Regions from separate parts of the Oryctolagus cuniculus genome. Here all the other regions are linked to region 2. The links are chromatin contacts, called in public Hi-C and Micro-C maps. All regions are on one chromosome and are shown on one strand. Each heading gives the region's core, a stretch centred on a gene start, on an enhancer-like site or on the middle of the called end of the contact. The rest is flanking DNA. Distances are from core to core; before and after follow the strand shown.

Region 1 (3,723 bases), core at 1,024-3,523, 500 kb before region 2:
GAGGCTCAGAGAATTTGAGTGACTTGCCCTCGAGCAGAAAGTACCAAGTGGTAGACAAACCCTTAGCTCCTCAATTCCACACCCAGGGCTTTCTAGCCCAACTACAGGTTCTCCCTGGGAATTACCTCCAGGTGCTTTCCGTTTCCTCCTTAAACCCCAGCTTTTCCAACCAATTTTCCCAAATATTACCCAGTTCAAATGTGCTGCTTCTGGATATTAAAGTATCAATGTAGCTATTTCATTTTAAAAACTACTACACAACTGATACAAAGAACTCATTTTCAAATTGTAAACTATGTGAAAAACTCAAGACATGAATCAGATGAGTCAAGAGATCATTTGTGGCCGGTGCCGCGGCTCACTAGGCTAATCCTCTGCCTGCGGCGCCGGCACACCAGGTTCTAGTCCCGGTTGGGGCGCCAGATTCTGTCCCGGTTGCTCCTCTTCCAGGCAGCCAGCTCTCTGCTGTGGCCCGCGAAGGGAGTGGAGGATGGCCCAGGCCCTTGGGCCCTGCACCCGCATGGGAGACCAGGAGAAGCACCTGGCTCCTGGCTTCGGATCAGTGCAGTGCGGTGGCCACAGCATGCCAGCCGCAGCGGCCATTGTAGGGTGAACCAACGGAAAAGGAAGACCTGTCTCTCTCTCTCACTGTCCACTCTGCCTGTCAAAAAAAAAAAAAAAAAATCATTTGTGCCTCAAAACTCGTGGCTGGAGCACAGTGCAACCCATTCTGAGCTGTGGTCTCTCTCTGGGCTACAAAACACAGAAGGTAAGGCAACCTGCAGCAACTTACAGAACAAAAAAGCAAAATGACAAAGCGCACCTGGCCAAAACCTCCCACAAACCACCTGAAACAAGACAGTTTCTAACTCTGTACTACAGGAGTCATTAAGAGAAATCTGAACTGGGAGTCAAGATAAACCAAAATGCGGGTGTCTCTTTCGGTTAGTCTAGGCTGATAAAAGAGCATTACCAGCCGGCACCTACTGGCCTGGGAAGATAACTTTCAGAATGTAACAAGTACAAATCAGTTCTACAATCAGAGCCCAATTTCAACCTGGCAACTCAAACTGGCACAAAATCCAAGGCAGAGGAGGTACCCAGGAAAGGGGGCATGATCCAGCCTGTGCTTTCTTTTGAGGGAGCCCTATCAAATCGTAGACACGTGGAATACGTGCATTTTATTTCGAAATACACAAAGCTTCAGAGACGTTTCCGAGTGGTATCTAGCAGTATGTCTTCAACTGCTTATTGGTATAAAAGGCAGGCTTGGGAATCAGGTTTCTCCGAAGCTAAGTTACAGCCCCTACTCCCCTCCCGCCAACATCTTTCCTGAAACAGCTGATTCCATTCCTGGGTTACATTTCCCAAAAAGCGGTCAGAATCGCCAGCCGTCAAAGCAGCATCACCCCCCAACGCACCACACACACAACACCGGGCTCTTATTTTGATGAGTTTATTACTGGAGCCAAGTCTGCAGCGAGCGGCGCGGCGGCCGGCCAGCCGCGAAGGCGCCGTCCCTCGCTCGCCGCGCACCGCTCGGGCTGTGACAGCGGCCGGGCCCGGCCCCGACGCGAGCACCGCGGGCGCGGAGAGCGGGGACGGGCTCCGGGACACACAGCCCTCCTTTCCTCGCCTCCCCAGCTCGCCGAGCCGCTGCGGCCGCCGAACAAGACTACCAGGTTGGCTCCCTTTCCTGCCTTTCCTCCGAAAATTCCGGGGTGGGGGAGCTAGCACCTCCCATCGCAGCGATTAAAAACAAAAACAACAAAACAGGCACTTTCCATCCAACACAGAGGAGACCCGCGCGCGGACGTGACTGCCAGGCCCACGACAGGCGGCGGCGGCGGCGGCCGGCTCGGTCCCCGCCCGCGGCCCTCGGCCCTGCAGCGCGGGCCCACGAGGGCCTCGGGAAGCGGGCCCGGCTTCGAATGCTCCGGGCGCGGCCCGAGTCCGCGGGCGGGGGATACCTGGGCGGCGGCCCTACCTGGGCCCGGGCGGGCACCGGCGGCAACCGCAGGCCTGTGGTCCTCCCGCCCGGCTCGCCTGCATGGCCCGCCGCCGCCCGCGCCTCACCTGCGGGCTGTCCTCCAGCGTCTCCTCAATGGGCAGCTTGTCGATCCCCGGCATCGTGGCGAAGGGAGGGCGGTGGCAGGAGACGCAGCGGCCGCCCACAGCTCCCCGCGCCCGCCCGCCTGCAGCAGCTGACCGCGGCCCGCCCTCCCTCTCGCAGGCTCTGCCGCCGCCGACGCCGACGCCGCCCGCGCCGCCCTCGCCAGGCGCCGAGCTGCCGCGCGGGAAATCCCGCCCCCCGGCCTGCTCGCCCCGCCTCCAGGGGCTCCCATTGGCTCGAGGCCACGCCCGTCAGCGCTGGAGCTGACCGGGAGAGGTTCCTCTAGCGAGAAAAACTGCTCTGCGAACCCTGGCCTCGCTGGTGGCGGAGGCGGCCCTGTCTCGGCTGGGCGATCCCGTGTAGCGTTCGGGCGTTTGGATGCAAATCGGCAGAGCCCGTCCCCCGCCACGGCTTGCAGCGCGAGTTACCGGAACCTCGAGGGAGCATCACACTGGGGAATTTGGGGCAGTCTTACTTCTCCGGCAATGTATTTCGTCAGCGACCTTGGAAAAACCCCTACCGCTGGCGCCTTTCCTCAGTTTCCTCAAATTATAACCTTCCCAGACCTGCCTGAAGCATCCAGCAAAACGGATGTCTGTGAGATCCGAAGTTCCGTCATTAACTGGAGCTTCTGCTAAATTTGCGGGATCGAAATGCGCCTTCCGGGCGCTTGGTAATAGTTTATTGAGTTTAAAAAACACAGACCCACCACCAGCAACAACAAGAAAAAACCCATGACTGTTGCCAGTTCGGCAGCCCTTACCTACCCACGAAGGAAGAACTGACCTGCCATTCTTTTACATCACAAAGGAAAACACCCTTTAAATATGAGGCCATGCTGCTTGCTTATGTTGATAACTGATTAGCATTTCTGTTCGATCAAAAAAACATTGGAAAGCGGGTTCACATCGCTTCTTTTACAGTAAAGCGAAGCATCGAGTCGGGGATTGGAGCGAGTGAAGCCTGAGACCCCGTCTCTCCCTGCCTCCCCGGTCCGTCTTCCCCCACCTCCATTTTTCTGTAGAGTTAGCAGTGATGCTTTCTTCAGTGTAAAGAGAAAATGGCAAAATAAACTAGCCATTTGTCCCACCAATCCATCCCGTTTTCATTTAAGAAATAAAAAAGATGCTGAGTAAGGATGAATCGCCGCCCGATGCCACAGATAGATTGAAACACATATGCTGTAATGAGGATGGAAGTTACATTTTCTTTAAAGATTTATTTTATTTATTTGAAAGAGTTACAGATACAGAGAGAGGTCTTCCATCCACTGGTTCACTCACCAAATGGCCGCAACGGCCAGGGCTGGGCCGAGCCAAAGCCAGGAGCCAGGAATTTCTACCAGGTCTCCCCCATAGGTACAGGAGTCCAAGCACTTAGGCCATTCTCTGCTGTTTTCCTAGGCCCGTTAGCAGGGAGCTGTATCAAAAGTGGAGCAGCTGAGACTCAAACCTGCCCCCATATGGGTTGCCAGTGCTGCAGGCCAGGGCTTTAAACCGCTGCACCACAGCGCCAGCCCCAGAAGTTACATATTTTTAACTAAAATACTAGGGTTTCTTCTGATCTCTCTCTTTTTAAAAGTTTTTGTTTTGAAGGACAGAGGGAGAGAG
Region 2 (4,177 bases), core at 912-3,411:
TGGCTGTAGCGGCCATTTCGGTGGTGAACCAATGGAAGAAAGACCTCTCTGTCTCTCTCTCTCTCTGTCTATAACCCTACCTGTCAAATTTAAAAAAAATTTAAAAACATTTTTAAATTAATTTTTAAAGATTTATTTTATTTATCTGAGAGAATTACAGAGAGAGGTCTTCCATCTGATGGTTCACTCCCCAAATGGCTGCAACAGCTGGCGCTGAGCTGATCCAAAGCTAGGAGCATGGAGTTCATCTGGGTCTCCCCTGTGGGTACAGGGGCCCAAGGAGTTGGGACATCTTCCACTGCTTTCCCAAGCGCATCAGAGAGCTGCATCAGAAGTGCAGCTGGGATTCCGGCACCCATACGGGATGCCAGCACTGCAGGCTGGGGCTTTAACTGCTGCACCACAGCATCAGCCCTAAAAATAGTTTTAAAGGTTTATTTATTTGAAGGAGTTATAGAGACAGAGGGATAGATGGAGATCTTCTGTGCACTGGTACTGGTTCACTCCCCAAAAGCCTGCAGTGGGGGCTGGCATTGTGGTATATTGGGTTAAGCCCTGCCTATGACGCTGGCATCCCATTAGGCACCAGCTCCACCTGGCCGTTCCACTTCCAATTCAGCTCCCTCCTCATATGCCTGGGAGAGCAGCGGAAGAAGGTTCTAAGTGCTTGAGGTCCTGCACTCACAGGAGAGACCCAGAAACAGCTCAGGGCTCCTGGCTATACTCCTGACTATACAGTATTTGCTATACTCTCCAGAACTCAGGCTAGTTTATGCTGACTAGATTTAGAGTATTTAAAAGGTCCTCCCCCTTGACTATCAAGTTAAAGGGAGAGTGACAACTTGCTGTATATACTTTTAAAAGATTATTTGCAGAGGGACAGGGAGAGGGAGAGATGGAGATCTTCCTTCCACTGGTTCATTCCCCATATGGTATCCAACAGGTGGGGCTGGGTCAGGCCATGTCAGGATGCAGGATGGGTCCCTCTTGTGGGTGGCAGGGACCCAAGTACGTGAGCCACCATTGGATGCCTTCCAGGTGCATCAGCAGAGACCCGGATGGGAAGCAGACTAACTGGAATTCCAACTGGTGTTCCTGTATCAGCATGGGATGCTTAACCCACAATGCCTGTATATATTTTTAAGATGTGGCTACAAAAGTTTATTTTTTCTATAATATACATTCACTGTAGGAAAACTGAAAGCAAAAAAAAAAAAAGAAGCAAATATAGTCTAAAAGCCAGTAGCTCCCTTACTTTTCAACCACTTCAGAGCCCAGTCTTGCTAACACTAAGTAATGAGGCCCTTTCAAAGACCTCTAGTACAGGGGCAGGCACTGTGGCATAGCAGGTAAAGCCAACGGCTGCCAGACCCGCCAGCATCTCATATGGCATTGGTTGGAGTCCCGGCTGCTCCACTTCCAACCCAGCTCCCTGCTGACGCTCCTGGGAAAGCAGTGGAAGATGGCCCAAGTGCTTGGGGCCCTGCACTCACGTGGGAGACCCGGAAGAAGCTCCTGGCTCCTGGCTTCCGATGGGCTCAGCTCTGGCAGTTGAAATCATTTGGGGAGTGAACCAGCAGATGGAAATTCTCTCTCTCTCTCTGCAACTCCTCCTTTCAAATAAACAAATAGATTTTTTTTAAAGGCTCCTAATACAGTGCTTGCCGGAGCATTATCTTAGAATAGGGCAGGTGGGAGTATTCCATTGTAAAGAAGCAATGGCTGAGAATGGTAGGCAGATGAACCCAGGCTCTTATCGCCAAAACCCATTCTCTTTATCTCTTCCGGGCCTTGGTATGCATGCAAACAAGTCACAAATTGGAGTCATCCAGAATCCACTGCTCTGAAGCCTCTTGCTCAGGGGGAGGGGATCTTCCCCTCGAAGGGGTGCCGCCCAGAGCTCACAGGACAAGGTCGACTTCATCTTCTTCTAGGGCAGCGTCGGCCAGGTTGCCGCCCGGGAGTTCACAAACAGCCGCCGACGACCTGCACCTCGCGGACAACGGCGGCGTCGAGGAACCGGCCGGGCGTTGCCTTCGCCCCTTTTGGCGGGCTCCGGCGCCTGGAGGCTCCGCCCCCTGGCAGGGTGTATCCGCACTGGCGGAGGCGGGAGCCGCGTTCCCATTGGCGGAGCCAGCCTGCGACGGCCCCGCCCCTTCTCGGGCCCGACGCGAGCACGTTGAGTGGCGGGGGCCGGCTGAAGAACTGCCCGAGCGAGGAGCGGCCCCTCGGGCAGGGCAGCACTGTCGGGGCGCCCACTTCGGCGCTCCGAAGAGCTGCGGGGTCAGGAGCGCGGCCCGCGGCCACGGGGGGAGGGGAGTGGGTGGGCTGAGAGTAACTGGGCGGCGAGGCCAGCCCGCCGCCCCTTCCCCCCTCGCCCGACGACCTTGTGGGTAGAAGCTTCCCGGAGCTCCTCACGGCGGCGCGATGGCGACTGCTGCAGAGACGGAGGCTTCGCCGCCGACGGACGCGAGCTGGGAAAGCGGCGGCGGCGGCGGCAACGAAGAGATGAAGCAGGAGCTTCCGGAGCATGAATCGTCCCCACAAAATGGCGGCGGCGGCGGCCTCCTCATCGCCGAGCCCGGCGGCGGCGGCGGCGGCGGCGGCGGGCCCGAGGAGACCGCGGGGGCCGAGGCCGCCCAGAGCTTCAGCCACGAGCAGCTTCAGGACTCCTCTGAGGCGGGCGCGGCAGCTCTGCCCAAAGGCCCGGAAGAGCCCGAAAGGCCAATTAGGAGGAGTTTTCAGATCCCCAGGAAGAGCAGAGAAAAGAAAGGTGGTGCCTCCCCTTCTCCCCGACCCCCCTTTCTCTCTCCCCTCCATCTTTTCATTAGAACCTCTCTGTCTCCTCTTCCCACACCCATCCGAGACACGTAAACACGCATGCAGCGCCAGCCGCCTCTCCCCTCGCTGCCACGGCCGCCCAGCTGCTGCGCTTGGTGCGAGAGGAAAGCGGTGCAACCACGCTCCGCTGCTCCCCCTCTGCCCGTGGAAGTTGGAAGTAGCTCAGGTTGGAAGCTTGTCCGTAAGGCTGCAGCTCCCGGAGAGGAAAGCTGGTGCTCGGCGCCCCTCCCTCCCAGTCCCCGAAGGCAGAGAAGCCGATGTGTCCTCCTAAGGATGCTTCCCAGAAGTCTCCCTGTGGAAATAGCCCGTGGCCATGGATTCTGAGGCTTTCTCCAAGCTCATTGCGTTCTGAGGACCACAAGTGCTGCTTCTCCCTGTGGAAAGTTCTTCAGCTCTAAGTGTCTACTTGAAATTTGCTTGATGTCAGCGTCTTCCCTTCTTTTAGCTAGCCCCGGTTAGGAGATGCGAGCCACGTACACTGCTGTTTTCCATCACACTTCATTTCCATGTAGACCTTTTTGGTTGTTCTGAAGACTTAGATTAAATAGAGCTCTCTCTTTAAATCCAAATTTAGTATGGTTTTTCTTGTATTTGAAAAGAAGGTAGGTTCTTGGTGCAGTCATTTCCCAATGGGGGGAAAAAAGAGAGACTAGCTTATGCCCAAGAATCTCCAGTTTGGTTTCGCAGTTGGCAGAACTTAAGATTAAAAGAAAAGTTACGCCTTAGTTTTTGGAACCACTATGGGAACAGTTACATTAACTGCCTTTACCTATTTCAACCTTAATTCCATACTGTGACTCAAGAAGGAGTCAATTTGTAGTGGAGATCAAAACTAGTGTTTGCTTCTATTAGGGAATTATATTTGCCCAGTAATTTTGAATATCTGAATTTAGACAACTTTTGCTCTACTGCATGGTTCAGTTTCTCATGACTTATTTAGGAAACTAATGGAAAATTTTTATTTTGCAAAACCAATTTTTTTTGGGTCATTTGAATCCCAATGAAGAAGACCTAGAATCTTCACTAAAGCATTGTGCATATACTAACCAGCTCCTTTTGTACAACTGGAATTCTTAGAGCCTTTTATCAGTAGAATAAAAAAAGTTCATTTTTATTTGGATGACAAAGCCGAGGAAATACTTGGTTTGAGAAACCATGTTGATAGAAATGAAGTTAACTCTGCCCATTGACATGAGCAATGTTTCTAGAAATAGTTGAGTTTAATGTTATTTTAGCATTCAGAAAGTTACTTTAAAAGTCAAGATTATCAATTGTGTTAAGAATTATGATTATGAGAAAAGTTATGTCCAACCTACGTTATTGAGAATAGGTTGGA
Region 3 (3,916 bases), core at 365-2,864, 290 kb before region 2:
CCAAGTCCTTGGGCCTCTGCACCCATGTGGGAGACCAGGAAGAAACTCCTGGCTCCTGGCTTCAGTATGGCCCAGCCTTGGTCATTTGGGGAATGAACCAGTGGCTAGAAGATCGATCTCTCTCTCTTCCTCCCTTAGTATTTCTGTCTTTCAAATAAGTAAAAAATAAAATCTGAAAACAAAACAAAAACAAAGCAAAACCAAAAACAAAATCCTTTTTACTTCGTCTGTTGCCTGGGCTAAGTCACGAATAGTCAAGAAGTCAGTCCTGGAGACCTGGTGCAGTTTTTCTCTGAATGGAGCGAACATAAAACCTTATGAGCAGCCGAAGCAGGTGCAGAGAGGTAGATGTGGGCTCCATTCTGCAGTATCGCTGAGGTTAGGACTATGGCTGCCTGTGGATCCCAAAATGACAAACTCTACTCCGGAAGTGGGGGGAGGCGGTGACGGGGCAGGTTCTGTCTGAATCGGCCAAGCCTTGAAACAGCCTGAATTCATGGCTGGAGCAAGTGGTGACGTGGAGCTGGGGCCCCGGGTGCGACACCTGCAGCCGCACACCCATGGCTGTGAAGGAACTCAGGATACCAGCAGAGCCTCCAGACTTGGCCATCACTCCCGGGGGCCCCACAGCAGTTAGAGTAGGGATGGGAGCTGTGTGGCTCTCGGCTGCAGAGAGGTGGGGAAGACCACGTGGGGAGACCCCAGGAGAAGGAGCGAGCCACGTTCCAGATCAGACTTAGCGAGCATCAACATTTGTAAATCTTGGACCTGGTAGCAGGCAGCAGGTTTGCCAGATGCCTGAGTGGAGGGCCTCTTTCTGCTGGATTGTTCTGCTTCGGTTTCTTTTGTGTGTGCGCAGGAGCGATCGGCCCCTTGGCTGCCGGTAACAACCTGGCAGGGGAAAGCCAGCCACAGAGTGTGCTGTAACCGCTCCGGGCTTTGCACAGACAGCCCAAGAGCCTTCCAAACCCAAGTGCGCCGCAGCCCTTGGCCATTCAGGGCACCCCGGTGGAGGAAGGCTTTGTCCTGGTCACGTTACAGATGAGGGTGCCGGCACCCGTGGCCGCGCTGACCGCTGCGTGCAAGTTCATCGTGAGCATGGCTTCCTGCACCCTGACAGTTTTACAAGTTCCTGCTGAAGCATCTCCCAGGAATTCTGAAGTTGGAACGCGGAGCCCCTGGAGGAGTGAAAAACACACAGGCTTTGGGTTCTCCTGATAATTACAGAGGGGGATGACAGACAGGGCAGCGGGGTGAGGAGTGCAGGGCGGATGCTCAGGCCGGTAAGCCCTCCTCCCACGTCTCCTGTGGGGGCCTCTCCTGTTACTCCTGGGCTGCCTGTCTGTGCTGATCCTGGCGAAGGCCACGTGGGTGTGGACAGAGCCCCCGCACACAGCACCTCTGGCTTCCTGTGACGGCCTGCCCCGGGCTGCCAGCCTCCACGGTTGCCTGGCCCTTCTTGCTCAGACAAGCCCATCCCTGAGCTCACAGGCTGTGGGGAAGGTTCAGTTCTGGGATCTCTCCCTGCCCACTCCTGACACCAAGAACCCAGTGCTCCCAGCCAGATCCCCTGGGCTTCTAGGCCTTGCACTGGGCTGAGGGCACCCAGTGTGGGCCCTGCCCTGCAGAGGATGGCCAGGCACAAAGGCAGGACTGAGGGTGGGCCTGGAGGGACAGTGGCCCTTGCTGAGGGAGGTCGTCAGGGTTAGGGAGGCTCATCAGGCAGGGTGGCGCTGGACCTGAGTCCTCAGAGGCTGAGCTGCTCAGAGGGGAGCCAGGCCCTGCAGGTCCTGGTGCTGGTTGGTGTCTGGGTCCTTCCGTAGGGCCCTGTGCTGGGCAGGGACCCTAAGGAGTGGGTTGAGGGGTTGGTGGGTGGGGGAGGGTTTCATGCCTGAAGTATCTGCTGAGCTGTGCTTTTTAATCTGAAGTTTTATTCTCTAAGAGACATGGAACCTTGTGTCTTGGTTCCTTCAGACTGCTCTAATAAGACACCATCAACAGGGTGGCTTATAAACCACACAATAGAGGGCCGGTGCCGTGGTGTAGTGCAATAAGATGCAGCCTGTGGCCGGCGCCGTGGCTCAATAGGCTAATCCTCCACCTGTGGCACCAGCACACCGGGTTCTAGTCCCAGTCAGGGCACTGGAATCTGTCCCGGTTGCTCCTCTTCCAGGCCAGCTCTCTGCTGTGGCCAGGGAGTGCAGTGGAGGATGGCCCAAGTGCTTGGGCCCTGTACCTGCATGGGAGACCGGGAGAAGCACCTGGCTCCTGCCTTCGAATCAGCGCGGTGTGCCGGCCGCAGCGGCCACTGGAGGGTGAACCAACGGCAAAAGGAAGACCTTTCTCTCTGTCTCTCTCTCTCACTGCCCACTCTGCCTGTCCAAAAAAAAAAAAAAAAAAAAAAAAAAAAAAAAAAAAAAAAAGATGCAGCCTGTGATGCCTGTATCCCATGTGGATACCGGTTTGAGTCCTGGCAGCTCCACTTCTAATCCAACTTTCTGGTAATGTCCTGGGAAAGCAGCAGAAGATGGCCTAAGTGCATGGGCTCCTGCACCCATGTAGGAGACCAGGAAGAAGCTCCTGGCTTCTGTCCAGCCCAGCCCTGGCCATGGTGGCCATTTAGGGAGTGATCCAGGGCATGGAAGGTTCTCTATAATTCTGCCTTTCAAGTAAAGAAATAAATAAATTTTAACAAAAGAAACACAGAGATGTGTTCCTCATAGCCCTGGAGACTGTGAAATCCAAGGTCAGGTGATAGCAGGTCGGCCCCTGGCGAGGGCGTTTCCTGGTTCCTGGATGGTGCCCCTTCTGCCATGCCTTCATATGGTAGGGCTGAGCAGGTCGTCTCTGTATGGCACTAACCCCACGCACCTGGTCACCTCCGAGCAGTCCCTGTCCTGCTAGCATCAGTTGGAGACCAGCCTTGAGCACAGGAATTTGGGAGGGACACAAGCTTTCAGACCCCAACACTTCCAAAGATTTGAAGTGATGGGAGGGGATGATTGCATTGGAGATTTCAAAGCTTCTCGCTCGCAGCAGTGTGCAGGGGGAGCTAAGATAGGGCAGCAGTGGTTGAGGAGAGAGTTTGAAGAAAAGTAGATGCAGAAATGATAGATGGGCCGGTGTTGTGGCACCATGGGTGCAGCCACCACCTGCAAGGGCAGAATCTGGGTACACTGATGGGAGTCCCGGCTGCTCCACTTCCAATCCAGCTCCCTGCTAATGCGCCTGGGAAAGCAGTGGAAGATGACGCAAGTGCTTGGGCCCCAGCACACACATGGGAGATCTGGATGAAGCTCTTGGCTTCTGCCTGGCCCAGTCATGGCTGTTGCAGCCATGTGGGGAGTGAACCGGCAGATGGGCGATCTCTCTATGTGTCTCCCTCTCTCTCTCTGTAACTCTGACTTTCAAATTAACAAATCTTAAAAAAAATAAAAAGATGACAGGTAGGGGTCTTGGCAGACTCCTGCATTCTAGAGTAGGGGTCGGGGTGGATGGTGGGCCTCAGTTTCTAGGCCCACAAAGTGGGGATATGGGCACTGAGGCAGATTCAAGATCTCATGGCCTGAACCTAGGGTCGAGTGTTCCTTTCCTTCTCCTTGGGCCCCAGTCCCTTGCAGCCTTGCCTTGTCCTCACTTGGCTGGGGAATTACTTTTGCTCACGTGTGGGTTAATGATTGATGGGAATGAATGTGTTGTAGGTTCCAGTGACCCATTTCCATTTTAAAGAAGTCCTCAGTCCTGGTCTAAAGCAGTCCTCAGAATGCTTAGGTCAGCTGTAAAGTTTTTCATCACAGTGTTACTAAAAAGCTTCTAAATATTCAATTTTAGCTTCACTTATATTTAGGTCTCTCTCTATTGGGACCTAAATTGAGACCAGATTTAAAAAAAAAAAAAAAAAGCCAAGAATGTTACT

The links. Hi-C and Micro-C count contacts between places; a contact is called where the count stands out from the background.
Region 1: a contact with region 2 is called in a Micro-C map of ear pinna, with 4 times the contacts expected there. The contact joins the promoter of APPL1 here to the promoter of TASOR in region 2. A contact is called at or near these places in 2 of 6 Hi-C or Micro-C datasets (ear pinna and an unstated tissue).
Region 3: a contact with region 2 is called in a Hi-C map of liver, with 8 times the contacts expected there. The contact joins the enhancer-like site here to the promoter of TASOR in region 2. A contact is called at or near these places in 4 of 6 Hi-C or Micro-C datasets (liver, psoas muscle, skin fibroblasts and 1 more).

The regions. Positions count from the first base shown.
Region 1 is chr10:92,681,753-92,685,475 of mOryCun1.1, forward strand. It overlaps APPL1 (adaptor protein, phosphotyrosine interacting with PH domain and leucine zipper 1), which reads right to left and starts at 2,274. Exons shown (of 22, transcript XM_051852269.2): 1 at 2,077-2,274. The coding sequence starts at 2,130.
Region 2 is chr10:93,183,053-93,187,229 of mOryCun1.1, forward strand. TASOR (transcription activation suppressor) reads left to right here and starts at 2,162. Exons shown (of 26, transcript XR_007921897.2): 1 at 2,162-2,773.
Region 3 is chr10:92,891,052-92,894,967 of mOryCun1.1, forward strand. The region is part of intron 2 of ARHGEF3 (Rho guanine nucleotide exchange factor 3); the gene reads left to right. Among named protein-coding and RNA genes, the nearest start is that of SPATA12, 61 kb to the left of the region's middle. Within about 2 kb of position 1,615, at least 1 of the 8 cell types and tissues checked has an H3K27ac peak or open chromatin away from gene starts, as enhancers often do.